Linked DNA regions of Macaca mulatta: region 2 is linked to region 1. Evidence: chromatin contacts called from public Hi-C data. All regions are on one chromosome and are shown on one strand. Each heading gives the region's core, a stretch centred on a gene start, on an enhancer-like site or on the middle of the called end of the contact. The rest is flanking DNA. Distances are from core to core; before and after follow the strand shown. Region 1 holds the start of MIER3 (MIER family member 3). Region 2 holds the start of GPBP1 (GC-rich promoter binding protein 1).

The links. A called contact is a pair of places that touch in the nucleus more often than the background predicts.
Region 2: a contact with region 1 is called in a Hi-C map of fetal cortex germinal zone, with 1.8 times the contacts expected there. The contact joins the promoter of GPBP1 here to the promoter of MIER3 in region 1. A contact is called at or near these places in 2 of 14 Hi-C or Micro-C datasets (fetal cortex germinal zone and fetal cortical plate).

What each region holds. Positions count from the first base shown.
Region 1 is chr6:64,766,777-64,770,542 of T2T-MMU8v2.0, reverse strand. MIER3 (MIER family member 3) reads left to right here and starts at 2,488. Exons shown (of 13, transcript XM_078004745.1): 1 at 2,488-2,607.
Region 2 is chr6:65,008,324-65,012,082 of T2T-MMU8v2.0, reverse strand. It overlaps GPBP1 (GC-rich promoter binding protein 1), which reads right to left and starts at 1,462. Exons shown (of 12, transcript XM_078004760.1): 1 at 1,392-1,462.

The DNA of each region.
Region 1 (3,766 bases), core at 1,239-3,738:
GGTAACCTCCTAGTCTAGTTTCGTTGGTCCTCATTTTTTATATTTATACTTGTTTATTTTATTGTATGAATTTACTGGAAGCCTCTCAAATTACATGTTTATAAATAAACCTTTCTGATTTCCTTTCTAAAGATGGTTGGAGGATCTATGACATTTTGGTTCTCCTTAGGAGGTTACTATGGTTTTTAGTTTTCCTTGCTCACGTATCCATTTACCACCTGTAGAAATTACTTAGCCTGTAAGCTTTTGGGGGACAAGGACATTTTTATGGTGGTCCCACAGTGCCCAGCATCTAGTACTTTCTATATAATGCCCTCTGTTGCATAGTGACAGGATAATAAAAGTAAAAAGCAATAGTATTTTAATTTCAACTCCTTGGGACAAAAGGATTTTTAATCTGTACTGACTCCTGAAAGTCTTGTCAATCAGAAAAAATGAGAGCTCCATCTACATACAGTAGACTTTACACACTTTATCATAAAAGAATGTGTTATGTAAGACTGGGTGGTAAACTTTCTCCAGTGATCAGGTGGGGGAAAGTAGTTCTGCTTCCTTTAACTGCTAATTAATGTAGCTTCATTTATCTTTGTCTGAATCCTTATTTAATACCATGGACTCAGACTCCCTACACTATGTACTACAATAGGGAGCACATAAGCATCGAAATTACAAATGCCTATACAAAATCTTTACAATTGAATATAAAGAGAGTCTACAGAAACACTACTAGATTTATGGCAGTGAATAAATCTGTGTATATTTCAATTACGGCAAAACATATAATCTAAGACTACATTTATAGTTTGGATTAGCCAAGTTTGCTGGGAAGAAAATGTTTTTCCCAATGTAATGTATGAGGCAGGTTGTTGGAGACACTTTCTCGACGTGGCTCAGACTGTGGTCCAGCTGCTCAGAGCACTGTTTCATGGCTCTGTCCACAGGGTGTGCTCACTGCCTCATTTCTAAAGTTATTCACTTGTACTTAATTTCAAGCCATTTTTTTTTTTTTTTTTTACTTTGAAAACTCTGAACGCCTCATTGAGGAGAATACATACAATGTGTGCCAAGGTCTGGTTTCAAAGTTCAGCTGTTTTTGAGTTATTTGACTGGACAAAAGGTCGAAAGATATCTTTCACAGCAGGGAAAGTGTAATTTTCCATGTCTTTATGATGTTTAGAAATAGTTGGAGTGATTTTCCCTAAAATTTCCATAAATAAATAACTTTTACCCGTGGTATAAGCTTGATTTTGAGATGCCTTGGCAAAAAATTTGAAAATAACCCTCTCCCTACCTCCAGTCTCCAGCCTCATCCACAGTAGGCGCTCCAGCAATAAGGGAATTGGAGGGACCCCAGGTTAAAATCAAGACCTTTCATGTTTGGATTAAAAGTATAAAGTATGAAAAGTTCTGGCTTCTAAAAAACTTGTCTTTATCATTTAATATTATGTATGTTTTAGAAAAAAGCTGGAAGAGCTCTGGTGTCTGAGATCACTCTCTCCAAATTCCTGTAGGGTCCTGCTATAATTCCTGATTGAGTTTGCATCTCACTTATCCTGTACCTTACAGCCGACTTTCTTTTCCACAGATAAAACTGGCCTCCCACTTCAGGACAATGTGTCCTCTGAAATTGCTAGGGCAACTCCATACCTTACTTTAACTGCAGGACCTAACTCTCCAATCAGCCGTTAGCGTATATTTTTGTGTACTTGGCTCAAAGGCTTTCAGTGTGGATGTGGCCCTTCCAGAGAGTAATCTCCCCCAATGAAGAGCAAATGGTCATAAGGCACATGTAGGAGCAGGTATTCCTGTTAAGCCTTATGCTCCGTCTTTCACCCATCCACTTGCACAGGGGACTAGTTTCCTTTTATGATCCTACCCAAATGTTTGGCCTTTTTGGAGAGGTGAGGGAAGTGGGGGGTAGAATTTTTGAGACTCAGTTCAGGGCCTTTCATATGCTGTTTCCGTCCTTCAACAGATGTATCAAGTATCTCTGGGTCATCCCCTAAGACACACTGGTGATGAACAATTCCTAGAACTGGTCTAATTTTTTTTCGTAACAGGACAGTTTATATTTTTTGGGCATCTTCTTGAACTGTACAAGTATGTTCAGCATCATTTCTCTGCCCTGTCGATCTTTTGTCTTTTCTTCTGTGCTGTCAATAACCTGTTTGGCAAATGTCTACTTCCATTGTCCACTCCGTAAGCCAGTGTACACCGGTCTCCATCTCCCATTCCTGCAGGTCTCTTCGTGGAAATGGCAAAGTGCCTGACTGTTGTCCTCTCATTGTGGACTGACTCTGCCATCCACCAGCCTCTTCTCCCATTTCCCAGACTTCCTCCCACGTCTATTTCATCGATCACCTCCTCCTCTTAGGGAAGTTGAGTCTGTCGAGTTCCCCTGCACATCTCCTGCCAGTCCAAATTTCCTGCCCGCACGCCCTCCCGCGCCGCGGTGTCTGTGGGTCGGTCCCCAAACGCGCCCGCCGGCTCTTGGGCCTCCACTGGCTGGACGTGGGTCTGTCCCGCGCCCGTGCGTCCGTCCGTCCCCCACTTGCCTCCAATTCCGCAGGAACTTTACTCCAGCCGGGAGAAGGACCGTAAGCGCGGGTGCGCGTCTGGCCGGCTGCGGCGGGCACGCGGGTGGCGAGGGGCGCCAGGCAGTGTGGGCGTGCGAGCGGGCCGGGGGCGTCGCGGGCCGCCCTGCCCTATAAGGGGCCGTGCCGCCTCCGCCGCCGGGCGGGTGCCGGGCGGACCGCGGCGGCGGCGGCGGCGGCGGCGGCGGCGGCTGCGATTGGCTCAGGCGCCCCATCCGGGGACTGGGCTCGGCGCTGCTCGTTCGCCCTAAAGGTACCAATATGGCGGAGGTGAGCAGGGAAACCGGGCAGGAGCAGCCGGGCTGGAACGGGCGCCCGGCGGCTCCCCGCGGCCCCCGAGCCAGCCTGGGGGATCCGGGGCTCTTTCCGCGGCCCCATGAAGGGCGGCGTGGCAACGCGGGGGTCGCGGGGCGGCGACTGGCCGCGGCGGGGCCGGCCGGGGGGCGGGAGCGGGCGCGGGAGCGGTCTCCCTCCGGGACTAGGCCGCGGCGGCTCCGGCCCCGGTCGGGCCGGGCGACGGAGCCGGACGGAGGTGGCGGCCGGCGGCAGCGAGCCCTGCCCCAGGGACGGGGCAGTGCCGTGCCCCCGGCCGCTGACGCGGGCCGCCGGCGCCTCCGCGCCTCTTCCCGGGGCCCGGGTGGGTGTAAACCGGCCGAGCCCCCCCTCCGCGGCCGGATCGCAAAGAGGGGAGCGGGCTGCGCCACTGCCCTGCGGGAGTCGTGCGCTGTGCCCCCGGCCCACCGGGCCCGGGCTGCGGCGCGAAGGAGCCGCACGCTTTACTTTGCTGGGGGCGCGGAGAAGAGCGGGATGCGCGGCCACCGGGCTTCGCTGAAGAGCGGGACTCCCCGCCCCGTAGCCCGGGAGGTGCGGGCGCCCCTGGGGTTAAAGGGCAGACCGAGACCCTCAACGCCCTCTCCAGGAGAGAGGCTTGATAGCCCCAGTTTACTCTGGGCTGGAGGAAAGAAGGCTGGGCAAGCGAAGCTGCCCCGGCCATGTCCCCCGGGACTGGTGAGCTGGGGGGAGGGGGCGTTGTGGCAGGAGCCCCTAGGCTGGAGCTCGCCGGGGCTGGAGGCGCGCTGGCGGTCCAGGGAGGGACTGAACACTCGGAAGGAGCCAGCATCCCTGAAACTAAGAGGAGCTGCATCTCTGGACTCGGGAGAGAGGATGGGGGG
Region 2 (3,759 bases), core at 213-2,712, 240 kb before region 1:
GCTTTACCCAAGCAAGCACCCGATAAAAGTCTACTGAATGAAAAAGACATCGGAGTAGAGGGAGGTAAAAACGGTAGGTGACGGTATTATGGAGGGCAAGGGCAGATTTCACCTGGGAAGGGGTGCAGATCCAATATTGGGGAATTATATAAGCAAACCCTCTTATACTTCTTGAATACATTTGAAACTATGAAACCGTCACTTAATCTTACAAAAGATCTTCTCCAACCCTCTTCGATGTACCAAGGAAAACGAAGACAGGTGTGTTGCCACGGAGCATTAGCAAATGTAACTCAGAGAATAACAAATGTAAAGAAAAGAAGGCTCCCTCCAAATCAGAACGTCTACCAGAGGAGGCATATTCCCCCAGTAAGGCCAGAAAGGTGAACTAGAAGTAGGGCAAACCCGCTCCTTAAATTCTCCCGAGGAGACTTCCCCACTTCTGAGGGAGCAGAGGGCTAGAAGGTGTAGGTTTCCACTTCCTCGAATTAAGAAAACAGCTTTCTCCCAAAACTGAGGGGGTGGAAGGTACAGGGCCCTTTTCGTAAACCACAGGGAGAATGGTTCTCTCCCAAAAAAGCACATGTCCCCTCAGACCCCACAAGACTCGGAGGAACAAAGTAGCCTTCGCCCCAGTCCACGGCAAGTGCCACGGACCTGGGAGAGGCGGGGAAAGCTGAGGCGCTGCTGAAGAAACCGCCGAAGGCCACAAATCGGCCTCGACTCCCTCAGCCCTGAGAGGGGTAGTGGTGCAAAAGCAGGCGGGTGTGTGCGAGAGGCCGGGGGAAGGCCGAGCACGGAAGGCGTCGGACCCGCTCCCAGCCTCCGCCAAACGGCAAACACCCCCCAACCAAGCTGCCGGGGCTAAACCACCCACCCCCTCCTCACAACCGCCACCTCCGCTCCACCCGGGCCGAGGCAATAGCTACAGGGGCCTATCCGCGCCTCCCTCCCCTCTCACTCCTTGCCCCTCGCCGCCCCTCCGTCCGCGGGCAGCCTCTCACCTCGCGCCGCCAACGCCGCTCCCGACCCCTCAAACCCCAACACGGACACGGGCACTCCCCTTCTCCCCCGGACTCGAGCGTGGAGCCTAGAGGACGGTGTTACCTTCTGCCCCACCAGAGGTGCCCCTGGCCTGGGGGTGTCGACGCGCCTGATCCCGGGAGAAGGTTTTCGGTACTTTGAATAATCCCCTTTTGCCGCTTTTCCCTCCCCCACAACCAGTCTCAGTCCCAAAATGGCGCCGACCCGATCCGCAATGTTCTGGGCCAAGTCTCGCGAGATCGTGGACAGTGGCGAGGCGGGGAAGGAACTAGAGGGGTTGAGAAGAGGGGAAGGCGGGGCGAGGAGAAGGAGGGAGAAAGGGTGTGGAAGAAACGGTGCGAACGAACCTACTGGGCGGGACACCAGGAAGAGCGCCTCCACCAGAGAACCTTCTGGCCCAAGCAACCGCTCACGCCGCGGTCAAAATAGCTCCGCCCTCTACGTCGGGCGCCTGGGGGGAGGGGGAAGAAGGCGTGGCTAAGCCTGGGGGCGGGGCTTTGAGGAGGCCCCGGAGCAGGGGCGCGCGGGGGGCGGTGGCTCCACGCGGTGACGTCAGGAGCAGCTGGAGTCGGGGATTACCCCCTGCTGCTGACGTGAGGACGGTGAACAATCGGGAACGTTCGGTGGAAGGGGGAATTCCCCGCCGCTCTGTGAGGCGCCCCTCCTCCCGCACTCCCCCGCCCTGGGCTGCTTCGGAGTCCGGGCTGTTGGGGCCGCGGGGAGGGCGAGAGAGGAGTGCTGCGCCCGGAGGCGGCCGCGCAGGCTCGAGTGGCGCGCGGCGCGGCGTCTTCTCCAGTTCTAAGTTCCCGAAGCCGCGCCGCAGCTTCTCCGAGCTTCAAGCTGCGGAAGACGCCGCGGCGCGCGCCTTTCGCCGGGTACCCCGCTCGGGCTTCGCGCTCGGGCCTGGGTGAAGCGGCGCTCACACCGCGCCTATGCCCAGCCCTGCGCAGGCGGAACGTCTGCCGAGCCGGCGCCGGAGCGATAGGGTGGACTGAGGGGATGCTCCACCGTGGCGTGCGAACGCGGACTGTGTCGGGCGTGAGAGGAGCACACGGGAGCCCTACGGCGGAGGAAAGCAGACGTGCTGGGAGCCAAGCCCAGACTCTCGGAGGGTAGAAATGGCTACTAGATATAATTGTGCTAATTATTTTTCTTTCTACTAAATTTACAGTAGGTGAATTATTCCAACAGTCAGAGTATCAGAACCACAGAGCCCATTCGAGATTTTAAAAAATCAGTATTATGGTGTTCACAGTCGTTTATCTAATTGTGACACCTTTTCGCCTTATAATCGTAGCCTCACTTTAACACCTGGGAGGTTGGCATTCCAGGGGAAAAAGTCACATTTGTTTAGAGGGAGGGTGGGGGGAGGTTGTCTCAAAAAGGGAAAGTCTGGAAAATAAAAATATTTGGCTTTTCGCCCTCCCCTAAGCCACAAGGACTTCATAACGTAGAAACTTTATGGTACTTGTATATGCATTACTGGGTTTTTAGTTTAATGGAATGTTTCTAAAAGATACCTGAAAAACGGGTGGAGTGTAAACTCACCAAAATTTACCGTCGCCAACCTTTTGTTTTAATCTTTATCGGGAATTGGCCACTTTGAGCAATTAATAATGGCCCTCTGCGGGGCAAAGGAAAGGGAATTAACACTTGCTGGATGCCTTGCCCTTGCCAGGCATTTTAATGCTTGTATCACCCTCTGGGGTGGGTACTATTTTGCTCATTTTGCAGATAAGGAAACAGGTTGAGATTGACGTGTTTAACAGTACGGAATATGGAAGTTGGGCACCACGACTTGGCTGTACCACATTTAAACAAGTCTATTAGGGGCTTGATCCACTTTGTTTTCTCTACACCACGTTGTTTCCGTATAAGCGACTTATGTATTGGGAGAGGACCTGCTCGTGCTTTTATTTGTAAGCATGATATCAAACCAAGAAAAAGTAAACAAAAAAAAGATAAAACTGATAACTTGGAAACACAATGTGGGCCTTTCATGTGACAGAAGACACTATAAAGTCGAAGAACTAGTAGTGAAACAGAAACAATTGTAATAAATTACAAGCAAGTTGATATTTATATATATTCGGTTACTATCTTTAGCGTATGTTTTATTTGCATAATAAAATATAAAGAGCTCTACAAATTATTAAGAAAAAGATAACACCCACTCTTTTAAAAAGTTAAGGGCGGACCGACTGTGGTGACTCATGCTTGTAATCCCAACACTTCAGAGGCTGAGGCTGGAGGATCACCTGATGTCGGATGAACACAGCGGAAACCCCCTCTCTATTAAAAATACAAATATTAGCCGGGCGTGGTGGCGGGCATCCCTAGTACCAGCTACTAGGGAGGGTGAGGTATGAGAATCGCTTGAACCCAGGAGGGAGAAGTTGCAGCGAGCCAAGATCGCGCCACTGCACTCAAGCCTGGGCGACAGCGTGAGACCCTGTCTCAAAAAAAATTAAAAATCACCCGGGTGCGGTGGCTCACACCTGTAATCCCAGCACTTTGGGAGGCCGAGGCGGGCGGATCATAAGGTCAGGAGATCGAGACCATCCTATTTAACACGGTGAAACCCCGTCCCTACTAAAAATCCAAAAAAAATTAGCGGGGCGTGGTGGCGGGGTCTGTGGTCCCAGCTACTCTAGAGGCTGAGGCCCCAGAAAGGCGTGAACCCGGGAGGCGGAGCTTGCCGTGAGCCGAGATCGT